Linked DNA regions of Mus musculus: regions 2, 3 and 4 are each linked to region 1. A link is a contact called in public ChIA-PET, HiChIP or PLAC-seq and capture Hi-C data. All regions are on one chromosome and are shown on one strand. Each heading gives the region's core, a stretch centred on a gene start, on an enhancer-like site or on the middle of the called end of the contact. The rest is flanking DNA. Distances are from core to core; before and after follow the strand shown.

What was found. ChIA-PET counts read pairs in DNA pulled down with a chosen protein or histone mark. HiChIP or PLAC-seq counts read pairs in DNA pulled down with a chosen protein or histone mark. Capture Hi-C pulls out chosen DNA fragments and counts their contacts.
Region 2: a contact with region 1 is called in an H3K4me3 HiChIP or PLAC-seq map of forebrain, with 6 times the contacts expected there. The contact joins the enhancer-like site here to the promoter of Zfp11 in region 1. A contact is called at or near these places in 3 of 39 promoter capture datasets (the 3T3-L1 cell line, the C10 cell line and hippocampal neurons), 2 of 484 Hi-C or Micro-C datasets (both in cortical neurons), 8 of 115 datasets of contacts at active chromatin or transcription factors (astrocytes, embryonic basal ganglia, embryonic forebrain and 4 more) and 1 of 9 other capture datasets (embryonic stem cells).
Region 3: a contact with region 1 is called in an RNA polymerase II ChIA-PET map of memory CD8 T cells, with 7 read pairs. The contact joins the promoter of Sbds here to the promoter of Zfp11 in region 1. A contact is called at or near these places in 1 of 115 datasets of contacts at active chromatin or transcription factors (memory CD8 T cells) and 3 of 9 other capture datasets (adipose tissue, liver and pancreatic islet).
Region 4: a contact with region 1 is called in a capture Hi-C map of macrophages, with 4 times the contacts expected there. The contact joins the promoter of Adgrd1 here to the promoter of Zfp11 in region 1. A contact is called at or near these places in 8 of 39 promoter capture datasets (the 3T3-L1 cell line, the C10 cell line, HPC-7-derived erythroid cells and 4 more), 1 of 115 datasets of contacts at active chromatin or transcription factors (forebrain) and 1 of 9 other capture datasets (macrophages).

Annotation. Positions count from the first base shown.
Region 1 is chr5:129,668,431-129,671,577 of GRCm38.p6, reverse strand. It overlaps Zfp11 (zinc finger protein 11), which reads left to right and starts at 1,490. Exons shown (of 3, transcript NM_172462.4): 1 at 1,490-1,518.
Region 2 is chr5:129,051,390-129,054,536 of GRCm38.p6, reverse strand. No RefSeq gene overlaps it. Among named protein-coding and RNA genes, the nearest start is that of Gm38615, 11 kb to the left of the region's middle. Within about 2 kb of position 1,711, at least 34 of the 459 cell types and tissues checked have an H3K27ac peak or open chromatin away from gene starts, as enhancers often do. A contact at or near this core is called in cortical neurons, embryonic basal ganglia, embryonic forebrain and 2 more, where this site is marked.
Region 3 is chr5:130,253,994-130,257,140 of GRCm38.p6, reverse strand. Sbds (SBDS ribosome maturation factor) reads left to right here and starts at 1,611. Exons shown (of 5, transcript NM_023248.2): 1 at 1,611-1,931; 2 at 3,073-3,147. The coding sequence starts at 1,804. Tyw1 (tRNA-yW synthesizing protein 1 homolog (S. cerevisiae)) reads right to left here and starts at 104. Exons shown (of 16, transcript NM_001015876.2): 1 at 1-104.
Region 4 is chr5:129,095,050-129,098,196 of GRCm38.p6, reverse strand. Adgrd1 (adhesion G protein-coupled receptor D1) reads right to left here and starts at 1,447. Exons shown (of 25, transcript NM_001347486.1): 1 at 971-1,447; 2 at 852-888. The coding sequence starts at 1,036.

The sequences.
Region 1 (3,147 bases), core at 241-2,740:
CCTACAGAATTCCCAACCTCCTGCCCATATTTCACTCCCTCCCTTCATTAAATATTTCTCAGGAGCTTACACTTTGCAGGGAAGTCGTGGGCAGGTTCATTTTAACTGTATTTCCTTTAAAAATCTCCTTCCTTGATGGAGGATGCTTCTTACACTCTCATCGGTGGTGATTGTAGGAGTTTGTTGGCATGAAGTGTCATGAATTACAGTCCAAATCTTCCCTTTGATTCAGTCATATGTGCAAGTGAGTCTTTCATCTCCAAACTGAAGATTCTTCATGCGTACTCTACTGTAGGAAACCACTGGGGGAAAAGCTGAGCAATGTAAGCTGAAAATAATTCTATGTAAGCTGAGCAAGCCAGTAAACAGCACTCCACTATGGCCTCTGCATCAGTTCCTGCCTCCAGGTTCCTGCCCTTTTTGAGTTCCTGTCCTGTTTCCTTCAGTGATGAAGAGTGCTCTAGAAGTGTAAGCAAAACAAACCCTTTCCTCCCCAAGTTGCTTTGGTCATGGTGTTTCACAGCAATAGTAACGCTAAGACATACACCATAGTCAAACTAGAAATATCCAAAGATTAACTGAAAATCAAGAGAGAAATAAGCAAAATCAACACATATCTAGCAAAGTATGATCTCAGTTACAGAAATAATCTAATCAGAATTAGAAATTTAAAAGTGAAGCCAGAGGTTGTGGCATACACCTTTAATCCCAGCGCTTGGGAGCAGAGGCAGGTGGATTTCTTAGTTTAAAGCCGCCATGATCTACAGAGTTCCAGAACAGCCAGAGATACACAGAGAAACCCTGTCACAACAAACAAACAAACAAACAACAAGTTTCTTTAAAGTCAAAGAAAAAGACTATCAATATAGGATTCTGTATTCATCAGCGCATTCTTTCCAGAACAAAGTGGGAGTCAGGTTGCCCTGACATGCCATGATATCTAATACATATCTAACAGGGGTTTGAAGCAACTATATGGAAATGCAAAAAAACAAAAACAAAAACAAAAACAAAAAACAAAAAACAAAAAACAAAAAACAAAACAAAAACATTGTACAAAATTCTTAAGAGAATTGTCAAAAATAATCTATACAGCAAAGACCTATCATTTTTGTCCCTACTCAGCCTGGAAGTGATAACTTGCAGTGTTAATCAAGGCTGTGGGATGCCAAAAGTGGTCTGCATCCAGGTCCCTTAGACTGAGAACTACCATGGAGACAGACTTCATTCTGTCTTGGCGGGCTTTGGGTGGGGTGCCACCATCACTGGAGACCGTTTCCTATTTGCACCTCCGGTCCAGCTCTTGCCAGCCAGCCTGTTGCCCTCACCACTTGGACTCCCAGGGAGGATTATTCCTAGCCACCTCGGAACCCAAACACTCTCCGGGTCACCGCGGAACCCGGAGACCCGGGAACCCAGATACCCCGGAACGGAAGCCTGCGGAAACCGGAGACCAGAGAACCCGGACACTCTGGAACGGGACACCGCGGAAAAGATCCGTTCCGGAATCGGGACAAGGTGAGTCCGGGCTCGGCCTCCGAGCAGGGAGGTGGTTTTTGTAGATGCAGCGGTGCGGGATCGGCGGCCAGTCCCGGGTCGGGTCGAGTTCTCTAGGGCATCTGTCAGCTCGCGGCGAGGGCCCAAGGCTGGCAGCCCGATGGCGGGATACTGGGGACATCCCGACTCCCCGTGTGCCGGTCCTGCCCGAGAAAAGCCCTGAGCTGGGGTCCGCACCCACTTCTCCCCAGCGGCCTGCACCTTGGACAGTAAATTCCTACGAATTTCCCATGTCTTCACATTAAACTGTCCCCGCGTATCAAACAAATTCTTGTGCTTTTTATATTTCTGCCCCCCCCCGCCCCCGTGCACATCGGGTAGCAATGCAAAAGGACTTGTTTTGTGTTCGTGAACCGTGCGTCTGTGCAGAAAGCACTGGACAGCTATTAATTAGAATCCTAGTAAAACTTTTCACGTCACTCCTTCTCCCTAGGCACGGGCACTTTAGCACGAAAAACCTTTGGGTTGAGCTTTCCCCTGGCTGATTTCAGAGGTGATACATATGCCTTTTTTCTTTTTCTTTTTTCTTTTTTTGGTACTGGATTTCAGTACTTCTGACCTCAAGCGCAGGTACTAGGTGCTACCGGTGCCATGTCCCAGATTAGGAGTTGTTAAGGTCCCTGGGATTCTGTCCTCGGCGGATCTGTGAGCCTGCAGCCTTTAAGGCTGGTTACCAAAGGGATACAGGGACTGTTTTATTTACATATCTTGGCTACTGTAATATTATAACTGTGTCCTCATCTTGGTATATTTACTCTCTATTGTGACTTATGGGTCATACAGTAAGCCAGCTTTAACTTTTTTTTCAAGAGCTTTCACGTTATTTAAAAATTCATATACTCACCTTGCCAATAGTTCCCAAGGACTGCCCCTCCCTGTGTTTATGTTCCCTAGACCCCCCTCCCCCCTTTTGTTTTTTCTTTAATGACAGACATCTCTTCAAGTAGCCCATTCTGGCCTGGAAGTTTCCTTTTTTTTTTGGTTGATGCCTCCTGAGTGCTGGGTTAGCTTTTTGGTAAGAGCTCCCAGTCCTGGGTTTAATCGTTGTTGCAAATAAATGAGAGTCCATGCTTTGACATAGCTCCTGGAAGCATATACTAGAAACACTTCAGGACTGTACAGGGACCTGTGATTTCTAGCTTTTTTACCTCATGACTACTACCCTGTGACTGTGCTTACACGTGTGTGTATAGTTATTCACTGCCTGAGGTCTAGGGAGACTTTTCATCACCTTTGTTTCCAAAAAGTTTGGCAGTTCATATATGGATCCTTTAATGAAAGATTGGGGGGGGGGTCAGTGCCCTGCCCCCCCCCCCAACCAATTCCATGAAGTTTAAGGATGCTCTGTTTGTTCCAACAACAACAACAAAAGCCTGAAGGATTCCAAATGCTCTCTTTTTCTAGTATTCTCTCTTCTTCGGTTTACTGATACCATGGTCAACTCTGTTGTTGTGCGTTCTCTGAAATGATCAGCATGTTAGCATGTACCTGTACACGCTTGTATTTCTAGCCATTGGAATAATGCCCGAGGGACTGAGTTAAGGACCAGCTTGGCCTTCACAGGGAATACCAGGCCACCTAGGTAACATC
Region 2 (3,147 bases), core at 462-2,961, 620 kb after region 1:
CTCTCTCTCTATCTCCTCTATCTCCTCTCTTTCTCTCCTTTCTCTCTCCTTCTCTCTCTCCTCTCTCTTTCTCTCCTCTATCTCCTTTCTCTCTCTCCTCTTCTCTCCTCTCCTCTATCTCCTCTTTCTCTCCTCTCTCTCCTCCCCTCTCCTCTCTCTCCTCTCCTCTTCTCTCTCTCTTTCTTTCTCTCCTTCTCTCCCCCCCCCCACTTCCTGACTGTGGATGTCATATGACCAGCCCCATGCTCCTGCAGCCATGCCTTCTGCTATGATGGACTGTATATTCTCAAACCATGAGCCAGAATAAACTCTTATGTTGCTTTCATTGGGTGGGATGTTAAGAAAAGAGCCAAGGGGCATCTCAGACTTGGGAGCATCTTCAATGCCGGTGTTATGATTTATGTACAGCAAGGGTATTAATAGCACACAGAAGGATGCCTCCAATACTTGCATGGGGAATAGCTCAGTGACAAAAAAACAAAAAACAAAACAAAAACAAAAAAACAAAAAACAAAAACAAAAAACCCTAAGTACTAAAAACCTTAATTGCCAAGCCAGTAGACAAAATGTCTCATTATTGCCATGAAAAAAAAAGTAAAAAAATTGATAAATTTGGCTATATTGTAGAATGCAAAGACCAAGCTGGGTGTAATGACTCCAGTCTTTAATGGCGGCATTTGGGAGGCAGAGGCAGGTAGATCAAGTTTAAGACTAGCCTCATCTAGTTAGAATTTCAGGCCAGCCAGGACTACATAGTGAGAAAGAAGAGGAGGTAGGAATATTTCCAATCCTCTAGACTAGCCTGGTCTAGTTAGGCCAGCTAGGGCTACATAATGAGAAAGGGGAGGGGGTAGGAATATTTCCAATACTTTAGACTAGCCTGGTCTAATTAGAGTTCCAGGCCAGCAAGTGCCACATAATGTGAATGGAGGGAAAAATATCTCCACCCCTTTATCAACAATATTTCCTACAGAAAAGGTCTCTCAAAATTAATGAAAAAAATGAAATGGAGCTTTCAGCAAAAGCAGTGGGGGGGATAAAAAGCGGGTAGCCACAAAGAAAGGCCCAGCGCCCAGCATGGACGGAAGCATCAACTCCCATTGGAAGGAGATGCAGAAATTCAAACCATGCTGAGTTACCAAGACACTGATCAGAAGAGCAAGATCTGGAAACCTCAGAACTTCGGGGAGGATCCAGAGCTTGGAAAGACGATTAGGCAACAAAGAGCTGGCAAAACAGATCAGGGGCCAGCGCTGCCCCCTCCTGGGAACCTCTGTGCCAACGAGAAGTCTGCACACACGCGGCAAACGACAAGCCTGCGCGGGTTATGTCTGCAGCTGTGTTCTTAATAACAAAACATTATCAACAACCCAGGGAGAGAGCCGGTTCAATATACATAATGTGGAGCATTCTCCCAGAGACTCTACTGTGTGGAGGGGGAAAAGAAAAGCCAGACATCAATGGCCTCTTTGAGTAGAGAGAAAATAAGGGCCTATCGCCTAATTGTTTGTTTCTGCATATTCAAATCATGGAGGGACACGGGAGAAATAAAAGCAGACTGGAGCTGCGGGGGTGAGAGAGATGCCGCCCATCCAGGTGCCTCCAGCACTCCCGCTTTGGGTCATGTGAATGTCTAAGCATCGCTTGTGCAAATAATTCTAAGTACTAAGACCTCGCTAACTGCTAGCACACACAGCATGACAAAGGACCACACTATGGAAAGGGGTTTGAGCAGCCTGTTGCCAATGGTTACAGCGATGGGCAGAGGATTGGGAGAGGGGAGCATGTACTTTCAAAAAGTGCTTGAGAATCACATTGCCTGTGATGAACAGCCACTGTGTATATGAGGTTCCTGTCCCAGAGCATCTACCGCGTTTATAATTACCATCTACTTCTGTCTAAGTAAAACCAGCCTCCCCCCCCCTTTTTTTTTATCTTTCCAATAAAGAGCCAGGGAGATGGCTCTGTGGGTAAGGGGGCTTGCCGCCAATCCTGACAACTTGTCTTCTGTACCTAGGATCAACATGGTTGACGGAGAGAACCAACATAACAAATAATACAAAATTTTATACATAAACAAATAAGCATAATAAAAAATCCTAATATATAAAAGTGTCTTTTCTTTTTCAAAAGAAAACCCAAATGAACAGGCTTTTTTACATTGTAGAAGGAAAACACTCAACCCTCTTTATGCTTATTATCTATAAGAGGTTTATTCCTTAATGTTTCAGTTATCATAGGAGCATGGGGTTCCAAATTCAGCCGCATTTTTACATTAGCCTGTATGTATGTATGTATTTATTTTTACTTTCCTAAGTTCACTCTAGAGCCAGGTATGGTCGTGAATACCTGTAAGCCCATCACTCTAGGGGCAGAAGCAGGAAGGTCTCAGGTTCCAGGCCAAGTTTAGTGACACAGTGCCACCCAGTGTTAGAAAACCAAACACAGGCTGAGCCTTTAATGCCTGCCTGCTTTCCGGAGGCAGAGGCAGGAGGATTTCTGTGACTTTGAGGCCATGGTGAGCTCTAAAACAACCAGCTCTACATAGAGAGACCCTGTCTCTAAAAAGAAAAGAAGGGAGGAAGGGAGGGAGGCAGGGAGGCAGGGAGGCAGGGAGGAGAAGAGGAGAGGAAGGGAGGAGAGGGGAAAGGGAGGAGAGGGGAGGGGAGGGGGGAGGGGAAAGGGAGGGGAGGGGAGGGGAGGGGAGGAGAGGAAAGGAGAGGAAGAGGAGGAGGGAAGAGGAGAAGAGGGGAAGGGGAAAAGGAGGGGAGGGGAGAGGAGAGAGAGGAGGAGAGGAAGGGGAGGGGGAGGAGGAGAGGAGAAGAGGAAGAGGAGGGGGAGGGGGGAGGAGAAGGAGAGGAGCCTCGGGTCTTTACACAAGTGATGTGAGGTTCACATGGCTGCAAGCATACACACAAAAACAAATGAAATAAATCAATAAAAATCTAATAAGAATTTGCTGGACGGTGGTGTCACACACCTTTAATCCCAGCACTTGGGAGGCGGAAGGAGGCAGATAGTCTGTGAATTTGAGGTCATCCTGGTCTGCAGAATAAGTAGCCAGGGCTGCAAAAAAAAAAAAAAAAAAAAAAAAAAAAAAAGTAATAAAATCTGAAAACAAACCAAAGAAACGACCCAACCTCCAGA
Region 3 (3,147 bases), core at 362-2,861, 590 kb before region 1:
AGGGACAGCGAACAGGAGGATTGAGTTTACAGGGACAGGGAAGCCATGCATGCAGTCGGCAGACCTGCCCGCGTTGGCTGCAGGGGACAGAGGCGGGCCCAGAAGGAAAAAAAAAAAAAAAAAAAGGAGCTAGCGGAAGCTCTAACTTCCTCTCTGATAGGCTCAAATAGAAAAGAGGCGGGACCAGAGAGAAGCCATCACTTCTAAACCTGGGAAAGATGCTAGAGCACTTCCTGTACTTCTCGGATTGGCTCAGAGTGGAAAGGGGCGGGCCTGTGGGAAACGCGGTCCAGAGCGGGAGATGCAAAAGCAAGCGAGCTTCCTGCTCCACTGTTATTTCTCGCTTCGGCTCAGAAGGGGAAAGGGCAGGACAGAGGGCAGTACTATCAAGAAATAAATGACAACCTGGCATGCTGCTGACTGACCATTAATCCTAGCACTCCAGAGGCACAGGCAGACGGATCTCTGGGAGTTCCTAGTTAATGGACAGCTTGTTCCGCCGCGTAGTGAGCTCCAGGACTACGTATGCCAGGGCTATAAAGAGACCTTGCCTCAATCAATCAGTCAATAAATGGAAAAAAGGAATTCAGCTTGATGACACAGACCTGTATTTCAGCGCTCTTGAGGCTGAAACAAAATGATCACGAGATTCAGGATAGCTACTATTTGGAGAAAGAGTCTCACTGTGTAGCTCTGGATGGCCTGTAACTCGCCTATATAAAACAAAATGGCTTCGAATTTACAACGCAATTAGCCTGCCTCTGACTCCCATGTGCATAGGTGACTAAGCCAAGAGAGTTTTTATTTACTTCTTTTAAAAGTTATAGCCGGGCGTGGTGGCGCACGATTTTAATCCCAGCACTCGAGAGGCAGAGGCAGGCGGATTTCTGAGTTCGAGGCCAGCCTGGTCTACAGAGTGAGTCCCAGAACAGCCAGGGCTACACAGAGAAACCCTGTCTCAAAAAAAAAAAAAAAAAGATATATATATGTGTGTGTGTATATATGTGTGTACATATACACACATATATGTGTGTATATATATCACTGACTGCTCTTCCAAAGGTCCTGAGTTCAATTCCCAGGACCACATGGTAGCTCACAACCATCTGTAATAGGATCTGATGCCCTCTTCTGGTGCGTTTGAAGACAGCTACCGTGTATTCATATACATAAAATAAATAAATAAATCTTTTAAAAAGTAAATCTTAAAAAAAAAAAAATAGGGCTGGCGAGATGGCTCAGTGGTTAAGAGCGCCGACTGCTCTTCCTAAGGTCCCGAGTTCAAATCCCAACAACCACATGGTGGCTCACAACCATCCGTAACGAAATCTGATGCCTTTTCTGGAGTATCTGAGGACAGCTACAGTGTACTTACATATAATAAATAAATCAAAAAAAATTTTTTTTTAAATTTAAAATGAGCGCAGCCTCTGAACTCTGCAGAACTATTCAACCAAAATATCATGTTTCCACCCAGATAATAAACATTACTCACCCATAATAGGTAGGCGTAACTGGCGCCTGTAAATGACGTCATCACAGAACGACCCGCCTTCCTTTGAGGGTGGAACTAGAGGGCGTAAAAAGTCACGGCGCGCAGGCGTGGTTGCTTTCTTATCGGCTGCCTGGCTAGTGCGCCACTTGACGCATGTGCAGTAGGGCAATCGGGCGTGCGGTAGCTTCTTCCCTGGTAGGTTCCGGAAGAGCCGCGCACTCCTTGGGCGTTAAGGGTTCGCGCGCCGCAGGGTCGTTTCAGCCGAGCACTTGGCGTCCCCTCGAGCTCGAGATCTGTGAACAGCCACCATGTCGATCTTCACCCCCACCAACCAGATCCGACTGACCAATGTGGCCGTGGTGCGGATGAAGCGGGGAGGGAAGCGCTTCGAAATCGCCTGCTATAAAAACAAGGTCGTCGGCTGGCGGAGTGGCGTGTGAGTAATCCTGTGCCCAGAGTTCGGCGGCCTGGCCTCCCTAACCCCGGCTCCTGCGACCCATCGGTACCTTTCAGGCCTGGTTTACCCGATTCGGATTGGGTTCTGCTTTGGGATTTTGTTAGTATCATAAAAACTGCCAACTACAAACGCCATCAGAGCCGGGTGGGACCGATGGTTTAGGCCTGTAATCCCAGCGCCCAGGAAACTGAGGCAGGAGGATTGCTGCGATTTCCAGGCCAGCCTGGAACGTGTGTGTGTGTGTATGTGTATGTGTGTGTGAGAGAGACCGTGACCGACCCTGTACTAATAAAACAAAGCTGCGGTCAAGAGGACCCGAAATTGCAGTAGCCTCTTGGATTAAATGTTTAAATCCGGCCGGGCGGTGGTGGCGCACATCTTTAATCCCAGCACTTGGGAGGCAGAGGCAGGCGGATTTCTGAGTTCAGGGCCAGCCTGGTCTACCGAGTGAGTTCCAGGACAGACAGGACTACAAAGAGAAACCCTGTCTCGAAAAAAAACCAAACCAAAACAAAAAAAGACAGGAATCCAACATTCCAAATGCTATCTCCAAGAAGAGAAACATTATGGTCATTTTCCAGGGATAACAATCGGGAAGCTAATCTTACACCTACAAATCCTGAAATTAAAACGTCACACCTCAGAATCCCCAGTTTCCCAAAGTGCGTAGTAGTGTCTTCGCTACTGCCATCTAGGGACAGATATTCCAGGACAGAAGAAACACCACTCCCCACCACACCCTGAGTTTCCTTACATAAAACAATGATGTAGTTTTTCCCTCTGTGGTGAAGTGGGAGAATCCAGATACTGTCCTTCGCAGGTAGCCACCAGAGAGAGAGTGTGGTGTGTGTGTGTGTGAGATTTCTCTTTTTTTTTTTCTTTAGGGTTTTTGTTTTGTTTTTTTTTGTTTTGTTTGGTTTTTTTTTTTTTTTTTTTTGAGACTGGCCTCAAACTCCCAATTTCCCTGCCTCTGCCTCCTAAATGGTGAGTTACAGATGTGCACATCACACCCAGCTTGCAGCACTTGCCATTTCTCTTGTTGCTATCTTGTGTTTAAATGTGAGTGGATTTTCTACTATCCAGTGGATTCACATAGGACTTTCTCTCCTGCCCTTTCAAGGGAAAAAGACCTTGATGAAGTTCTGCAGACCCATTCAGTGTTTGTAAATGTTTCCAAAGGTCAGGTTGCCAAGAA
Region 4 (3,147 bases), core at 198-2,697, 570 kb after region 1:
GATTCAGACCCTCTCGGCCACCCTTTACCGTGGTTGCCATGTTGGCTGTGAGCACCGGTGGAGCTGGGCTCCTATTTAGAGGCAGGCTGATCCAACTGATCAGTTCTGCTGGGAATCCCAGCCTCCCTGAGCTCTGAGTCACTGGCTTCTTTACGCTGACCCACCAGGCTTTTCCAGAAATGGGCTAGACGTTCTTGTCCTTTGCCTCTGAACCTTCATCAAGAACCTCTCAGCCTGGAGAACCTGCCACAAGCAGGCGGCAAGCCCCTTCCCATCCATCCCCACTGTAAATGTGGCGACCCTCTCATCTATAACAGGACTGTGATCCATCGTTCCAACAAGTGTCACCCTCCTGCTTCTAAAAGGGAAGTCACAACAGCCAAAGACAAATATCCCAATAGTGACCTGCCCCTCCATCCCCTCTGTGCATGTTCAGCACAAGTGGCAAGTGCTACCTGGTGGTGTCCAGGACACTCAGGAGGGCAGCTCACAGCACCATGATGCTGAAGGCACCAGGGAGAGTGCCCACGGTGGTGGCCCTAAGGGTGAAGTTGAAAGAGCAAAAGCCCTTCTACTCTGAAGGACATGTCTCCTTAATTAGATGACAACACCTGACCTGGAGCAAGAGGCAGCTGGGACAGAGACCAGCTTTCTCAGCAGCAGCCCGAAGACACTGGTCACACCAGGGCTGTCGTCTCAAAGGACAGGATGTATTTTCTAGGGTTGAGGATCCCAACAAGGGGTTAAACAAATAATCTTATATTTATATAAAACAGAAATTATTTGTTTAACCCCCAAAGGCAAGAAGCAAAGCAGTCATCACAGGGGGGATGTGGGGGTGGGGGGCTTACCTGGATGTTCCTGGGCTCTGGGCTGAGTGCTACACACCTGTAAGAAAGATCACAGATTAGTACCAGGACATTCTCCTGAAGACGTGTACCCCAGCTGCCTTGGAGGCCAAGAGCGTTACCTGGACGCTGCAAAAGGACCAGAGTAGCCAGACCCAGCTGCAAGGGAATGCTGGAAGATCCTTCATGGTGGGAACCAGGCAGTGGGATTCGCCCACAGCCTGCAGGGAACTTCTCTACCTCCTGCTTCCCGGGGACAAGGACATCTTCATCACGGGTTTCTCACCGCAACATCTGTCCCCTAACGTTTTTTGATTTATGGTGCCTGAAAGCAGTAGGTGCAATTCTCCTCTCCGAACTGGAGTCTTCAGGGACCTGAAGGCTAGAGGCAGTGCTGAGTTGGATAAGCACTCCTTCTCAGCTCCACCAGAGTCCCCAAGGCTCTGGCTGCTGATGGGCAGGCCAGAACCTCTGGGTGCCTACAGGCTTAGGAGTCTGTGTCCTGGGTCTGGGACTGGTGGGCACTTGCCTCCTGTCTCAAGTCTCAAGTCGGAGCTCAGAGCTCAGCCCGTAGCTTGGAGCTTAGTGATGTGTGTACTGCCTCCCTCTGCAGCTGAGCTCCGCCACACCTCGTTGGCCCAGAGTCCAGCCCGTGGCTTTGGGTGGAGAGCCAGAGTGATGTCAGCGGGCCTCAAACTTTGTTCTTCTCTATTTATATCCATCCCACTCTGGCCTTTCCTGGGTCCTAACACCAGTCTGTTAACAACAGCTGAGTCCTTTCCAGGACTTTCCCATCAAAGGGTGGCCAGACTGGCCTGGGGCTTTATACTTGGATGAGAAAGTGTATGTGTAAGAGTGGGAGAGGTTGTGAGGGTGAGACTGTGTGTGAGTGCAGTGGTGAGAGTATAAGTGTATGGGGTAAGAAAGTGTGTGTATGTGTGTGCAAGTATATGTGTGTGGGTATTGGGATACAAGCAAGTGAAGGTATTGAAGGATAGTAAGCATTGGGGGCATATGGGAAGTAAGACTAGATATAAATGAAGGATGGGGAAGAAGAGGAGGTGTACAACAGTGTGTGAGCAAGTGTGTGTGTGTGTGAGCAAGTGTGTAAGGGTATGAACAAGTCTGTGAGGCTGTGAGGAACTGTGCGAGGGTGTGAGGAAGTGTGTGAGCATATGAGCAAGTGTGTGAGGCTGTGAACAAGTGTGTGAAGGTGTGTGTGAGGGTGTGAGCAAGTATGTGAGGGTACAAGTGTGGGGAGATGTGGGTGTTAAGAGTGTGAATGGGGTGTGGCTGAGTGTGGGCCTACATATGTCAAGATATCTTCTACTCTGTGCTTTCATAGTTGTCATGTGCTTGTGAGTGTGGATGTGCACAAATGTGTGTGTGTATGAGTGTGGTTCTGTAGAAATGGGGGGACAATGTATATGCATGTGATATATGTATGTGTGTGATGTGTGTGTGTGTTTGATGTGTGTATGTGTTTGATGTGTGTATGCATGTCATGCATGTATGCATGTGATGTGTGTATTATGTGATGTATGTATGTGTGTGATACATGTATGTGTGTGATGTGTGTATGTATGTGATGTGTGTATGTGTGTGTATGCATGTCATATGGATGTGATGTATGCATATTCTTTGGATGTGTATGAGTGTGGCCATGTAGGCATGTAGGGCATGCATTGGTGAGTGTAGGTAGGGATGGGTGGGTATGAGTATGAGTGAGTGTGGCTTGTGAGTGGGTGTGAGGTCATACATAATACGTGTCTATTAGCACCCTCAAAGCCTCATAAGTGTGTGGAGACCCGTGAGTTAAAAAGCACGTACTGCTGTTGCTGAGGACCTGAGTTCAGTTCCCAGCACCCACATGGGGCAGCTCACAACCACATGTAGCTCCGACTGCAGAAGATCCAACGCCCTCTCCAGCCTGCTCACGCATCCTCACACACATATACATAAATAAAAATGAGAAATCTTTAAGACAAAATGTTAATAAGCACAGGTGTAGGTGTGGATGGGTGTGTGTGGCCGGCTGTGACTTGGTGACACTGTGCGCATGTGTATGTTGCAGGCTCATTACCACCGGCACCCTCAAAATCCCTATCAATATTAGATCGCACTGGGAGCTCCGCTAAAATCTGGGTCTAGTTCAAACATGGGAAAGCACAGGAAAGGAAACACCTGCGCCTGCCCATCCAGAGCTGGCCACGCTCTCTCTTCAACCTGCCTTGCAGAATTCAAGGGCACCCCCTGATATTTGACACCATCCTTAATCAGACCACCCCCACTTAGCACC